Linked DNA regions of Mus musculus: region 2 is linked to region 1. Evidence: chromatin contacts called from public promoter capture Hi-C data. All regions are on one chromosome and are shown on one strand. Each heading gives the region's core, a stretch centred on a gene start, on an enhancer-like site or on the middle of the called end of the contact. The rest is flanking DNA. Distances are from core to core; before and after follow the strand shown. Region 1 holds the start of Pdp1 (pyruvate dehyrogenase phosphatase catalytic subunit 1). Region 2 overlaps Runx1t1 (RUNX1 translocation partner 1).

The links. Promoter capture Hi-C pulls out the DNA fragments that hold promoters and counts their contacts.
Region 2: a promoter capture Hi-C map of stem cell-derived epiblast-like cells shows a contact between it and region 1, with 6 times the contacts expected there. The contact joins the enhancer-like site here to the promoter of Pdp1 in region 1. A contact is called at or near these places in 6 of 39 promoter capture datasets (the 3T3-L1 cell line, 3T3-L1-derived adipocytes, the HPC-7 cell line and 3 more) and 2 of 115 datasets of contacts at active chromatin or transcription factors (astrocytes and embryonic stem cells).

The regions. Positions count from the first base shown.
Region 1 is chr4:11,965,011-11,967,710 of GRCm38.p6, forward strand. It overlaps Pdp1 (pyruvate dehyrogenase phosphatase catalytic subunit 1), which reads right to left and starts at 1,440. Exons shown (of 3, transcript NM_001098230.1): 1 at 1,292-1,440; 2 at 604-638. The coding sequence starts at 634. 1700123M08Rik (RIKEN cDNA 1700123M08 gene) reads left to right here and starts at 1,564. Exons shown (of 5, transcript NR_040577.1): 1 at 1,564-1,673.
Region 2 is chr4:13,802,427-13,805,527 of GRCm38.p6, forward strand. The region is part of intron 1 of Runx1t1 (RUNX1 translocation partner 1); the gene reads left to right. Among named protein-coding and RNA genes, the nearest start is that of Runx1t1, 19 kb to the left of the region's middle. Within about 2 kb of position 1,590, at least 10 of the 459 cell types and tissues checked have an H3K27ac peak or open chromatin away from gene starts, as enhancers often do. A contact at or near this core is called in embryonic stem cells and stem cell-derived epiblast-like cells, where this site is marked.

The DNA.
Region 1 (2,700 bases), core at 190-2,689:
AGTAATAAAAAGGTGCGCGCGCCGGAACCAGAAACAGAAAGAGCCCCATCCATTCTTTGTGGTGTGCTGGGCAAAGCCTGTGTCAAGATTTTATTCCACTTAATCAATAAACCCATGGACCAAATCGATTAGAAAAATGCTACTGGTGCGCCTACTCTGGAGCTTCTCGGTCTTGCAAAGATTCTAACGCAAATGAAAATAAATACTACACTTTTCATTACACGTATCAGAACCTCCGTTTATGTAATCTGATTGCATTAAACGCCCTGCATTAAGATTTGTAATTTTTCAGCATTTTCTGGAAACGCCTAGCCATTTCACAGCTCAAGTTCAGTGTCTACAAGAATGAAGAAAAGCCATTATCCTTAAAACACAAAGAACCAAACCAGCACTTGTTTGGTCAGTTTCGTGTGTCCCAGAATATCACACTTAAGCTATCAAAAAATAAAAATAAAAATAAAATCTGGTCCAGAGCGCCTTTGTCTCCTTTTCCTTATCTCACCCTTTAATTCCATGAGGACCCCTAGAGCCATCCATTCATACACAAAATCAGTCACCATCCTTCCCTGGGTACCCAACACAGGTAGTTATGTGAATACCTACCAATTCGTCTGGGCCCGGGACACACACACATTCTCCTGTCATCACAACACGGAGCCGACAACATCCACAACCCGCGCGGACAGCAGCAGCGACAGCAGCAGCGGCCCATTGAAAGCAAAGCAGAGATGCTCATTAGAGGAGGCGGCGGCGGGGAGGCGGGAGCGGAGGAGGGGCGAGGTCTCGCAGCAGCCCAGTGAATGGGCTGGGAGGGGAGGAGAGAATGGAGGGGGGAGAAAGGGGAGGGGAGAAGAAGAAACCAAACAAACCCACCCGGCAGGCGAGGCGGCATCACAGCCCCCGGCGGGCAACTCCAGGAGCCCGGACAGGCGCACCGCCGCCGCTCCATGCAGCCAGCGCACCGAGCCCACAAGCACTCAGCATCTTCAGGCCCGCCCGGCCCCACGCCGCGCCCGCTTCCGCAGAGCTCCAGGCACAGCCCGCCGTGGGCAGCCGGCTCCGCCACGCGGGGCCAAGCGTGTCAGCGGGGAGCCGAGGCAGACACGCCCGGGCCACAGCGGGCGCCCCGCGCGCTGACAGCCGGGTGCCGCCCGGGACCCGCGGCAGCTCCTCGCGACCGAGGCTCCGCGCGCACCCGGCCCTCCACCCGCGGCCGCTCCCCACGCGCGCCCTCCACTTCACCGCCCTGACGCCCCCTCACGACTCGGCAGCGGTGGACGAGGATACCAACCGGGCACAGTCGAGCACCCGCTGCGGTCTGCCCCGGGTGGCGGCCGCACCCCTCCGTGCGCGTCCTTCCCTCACTCAGCACCACGCAGCACCCCGGCGCGCTGCAGCTCGGCCCAGGCCAGCCCACTCCGCGCCCCTGCCTCGCCCGGCCTCCACCCTGCCCCGCCCCCACAGGCGCTCTTGAGCTCTTCGCCTTCTGATTGGCTGCGCAATGGCGGGTGGGCGGGACCCGGAGGGCCAGAGGGGCGGGGGGCGGAAGAGGGCGCGCTCCCCGCCAGTTTTGTGACGTCACGGAGGTCAGACAATCCCTTCCATTTGGCGCGGCTAGCCTATTGGTTCCACGCGTGCGCGCGCCCCGTGACCACGCCCTGTTGCTGGTGAAGGTGGGTTTGCGCGTGCCGCGAGGTGGACAGCCTTGGTTGGGTTGCGTTTGGACTCCCAGATGGGGAAGCGCCTGGGCGGGATCCAGCATCCCTGAGCGCGTGGCGCTTTGGTAGCCAGTTGCTTCCTGGCGGGCGGGCTTTCGCGAATGCCTGGCACTTCTGCTGGGCCCCGCGTGCTGCTCTGGGCTGGCCTGAGAGCCAAGCCTCCTCTGCACTGGGCTGCCCCAGGTAGACCGCGGGAACAACACAATTGAGGCGTGGCAGAGCGTCTCGGCGGTGTCTCGCTTCATTCATTCAAGATCAAGTTGCTGATTTTAGGGTTATTAGGTCGGATTGATAGTCAATTATTTTTATGTCTCCGGGCTAGGAAGCTGTAAACAAAAGCAAAAGGAAGTTTGATGAAGGAATTCTTATCTTTGTAGATAAGAATAACACGAGTGCTCTTGTTCTTGGAAGGACTTTGAAATCAGCATTCCCTCCTTGGTCCCTGACTCATTCAGAGTTATGAATTTTAAAATGCAGCCAGTGAAAGTGGGAAGAGCACTGAACTTGGAGTCAGAAGAGCCTTTCAAGTTATTCCCAGTGACAAAAATCCATCTTCCTCCCATGAGACTCAGTTTGCCTATCTGTGGGGTGAGGTTAGGCTTAAGATGTGCTAAACAACACACTAAGGGTTCTTGCTGCCATCTGCGGTTGTCTCTTTATGGGACAGTGCCTTCTTCACTTACCTACATCCACATAGATGCCATCTTCATGACATGAAACTTTCTTGGGAGAAGCTATGCTTCTGCCCAGTGTTAATGAGTTTACGTTGATTTATTCTACACCTTATTAACTAATAAAGTTTACAAAGTAATTTGGACTAGATAGATGAACTCCCAAGTTTACTGTGAAATTTTATTAATCCTGAAGTATTTAAATTTTTATGTAATAAAGGAAAAACCTTATATAACCAAACCTGCAATTCATAATTCCCCAAATCTTTCAAGCTGCCTCTATTTCTAAACTGGAGAATTTGCTCATCCCC
Region 2 (3,101 bases), core at 340-2,839, 1.8 Mb after region 1:
AAAACAACAATAATCTCAGAGATTGTAGTGAACAGTATGGCTTTGAGGAGTCTTGTTTTCAACTCAACAGTGAGCTGTGATGTAGATTCTTTGATTCCTGAAGTTCTTCCTAGTGAGAAGCCTGCATACTGAGGACTGCCAAAGTAGTTCCCTGTAACTATGAAGGGGCTTACACTGATATTTTACCCTTGTACCCATCATAATGTCATATATGAGTCATATATGAGATACAAGCATACTTCTTTTCCCTTGCAAGGCAGGGAAAATCTGAAGCGATATGTAAGTGGGCATATGGGCTTCTAAGGATGAAATAGCTGTGATTCTGAAAGAACAAAGGCCATGGTGTCAGTGTTCCATTTAACTCAGGCACGCTTAGTTTAATTATCTGCATAATTTCCTTCATCCCATTTATGCCTTTGGCCACCATGTCATCCTATCTCGTAATAACTGAGTTATAACTACGTAAGGATTGTCTCTAAGTGTAAATGAGTTTCAGAGATTGCACACTATGATTGAAACTCTTCTTATTTCAGTTTCTTTTTTATGTTTATATTTTGGTGTTTTGGCATGCGCTTTCTGAGCTAAGAATGGGCTACAGCTGGCCGTCCTCTAGCTTGCTAGCCTGACCAAGGATTAAATTTAATGTGAAACCCACTGAGTTTTCTTGAGCCTAGGAAAAGGCTTTGCTGAGGACCCCAGGAATGTAAAGACAGGAAGGCATGGCCTATCCCTAAGTTACTTAGAGCCTCCAGGAGTCTATAAAGCTAAATGGGGATTGTTTCTGCAGACTGAGAACAAATTTCAAGAGGGGAATTTCAAGCTCAGATCTGTGCAGGAAGATGTTTAAAGCATGAAGGGACTGAAGACTGAGTTGGAGATTCACAGAGTAGTTAGTTGTTACTTGGAAGAAAAAAGCTTTGAACAAAGTCCAGATGCTACATACATCTTGAGCTTGGGTAGCGGCAGCACAGTTGATTTCAGTAGAAAGAGGAAAAGTTAGCAGGGAGAATTGGTTTTCCTATAATGGTCTCATCCATAGGTTGAATTTGATTTTTTTTTTAAAGGATATAGTAGCCATGCTGTAGACAGTAACTTGGGTGTGAGATTGCGACCTGACATGTAATTTAAAGCAGAAAAATTAAATTACAAATCTCTTCATATGAGTAAATGACTTTGAGAAAATGGAGACTATATTCATGGAAATGTTAAATTTGTATCAGTGCTTGGAAGTTTATTTTGGAATTGATTTTTTTATATTCTTTCCACTACGTGTAAGCTGTTATTTCTGATATTTTCAATGCAGCATTTATTCTTCTTTTAGGTATCAGAATTTTACCTGTATCTATCATACTTAGGAGTCTCCATCTTTTCTAGCCACCCCACTAGGACTACCTTTCACTGCTTCTTCTGTTAAGTTATATATGGCATGCTCATGGTAGAATCCATTGACTCCCGAGTCTCCTTGCTTGCACAACACGGGCTTGCAGTGAGGGGGTGGGGGGTGGGGGCTGATTGCAGCAGAAAAGAAGGTGGCCTTGCCTGGTATTGTGATGCGTATGCATACCTGGGAAATCCCCACCCTAGGAGAGCAACCACAAAAGGATTCTTCTGAATTTGAGCAGATTCTGGGCTGCATCATTAATTCCAGGCAAGTCTCTCTACCTCCTGAAATCACAACCATCCACTCCCCGAAAGCCTAGACTTTGTGCTCAGACAATTGGGGGTCATTTCCAGATCTGCTTGCTGCTTATTTGGTCTCTCTGTCCCTGCTTCCTTGGTCTGATCCTCTTGAGTATTCGGTGGCCTTACCTACAGTGCTTCATGAGCGGTTGGTGAAGCAGAGGAGGCGAGGGGATGTTGATAATGCATCTCCCAGCTAACTTCAGGAACTTTCTCGGTGAATATATGAGGGACAGTGGGTTTTGATTTACTTTGTTCACAACTTCCACACTGCTTACGTTTTCACATCTTGAGAAACCTGACAGAAACACTGACAACTCAACATCTTCTTGGTCCTGTGAGCCATGCTTCCCTATCGATTCTGTAACCTAGTCTCCAGTGGACTCCCCATTGCCACCTTTCCTGAGAATTTGCAGGAATCGCATTTGTCTTCACACTCATAAAATGTGGAGAATGACAGCTGCCAATCAAGGTCTTTTATCAACAGCCGAGACTAGACTTGGCTTTTGCTCTGCCATGTCCTGTATTGCCTGTATCTCTACCAGTTTCTTATAAGAGAATAAACCCACTCACCCACCCACACATCCGCCCACCCACACATCCACCCACACATCCATACATCCACTCATCCATCCATGATTCCCCTTACCCATCACGTAGTCTATTCTTGATTACACTTACATAAAGCTTGACAATTATATAAGGTAAACAAGCACTATCTGACAATTTTAATCTAAGAATGAATGTAATAAAATGATGAAAAATTCAGAAATTTGAAGTTCAACTTAAGGTTTTTATGATTATAATTATTTAAATATTACTGTTTTAATAAGGACTTTTTAAACTTCAAAGGAAACATAACTAAAAAAATTTCATATGTAACATCTTTAGTATAATACAATATGTTTGTTACTACAAAGCTATGAAATCATTATAGTACTTTTTATTTAAAATGTTATGTTTGCCTTTTTAAATTTTATTTATTTATTTAATTTATCATTGTTCTGCTGCATATATCCACAGACCAGAAGAAGGCATCATAGCTTCTTAAAGATGGTTATGAGCCACCATGTGGTTGCTGGGAATTGAGCTCAGGACCTCTGGAAGAACAGTCAGCACTCTTAATCACTGAGCCATCTCATCAGTCCTGAATGTCATGTTATGTTAAATGAATGTTATGTTAAATATTATGATGTTCATCTTATGGTGTTCATCTTATGCTGTTCATTTTAAAAGGGGTATTGTGGCTTTTTATTTGTAGCAAGGTCTCATGTAGCCCAGGCTATCCTCTGTTCCTCACAATGTAACAGGAGCTGGCCTTGACCTCCTGATCTCTCCTGCCTCCACCATGCTAACACTGGGATCACAGGAGGGCATAAGTATGCTTGACTCGCTCATTTTTCGAGGAGATTCCACCAAGT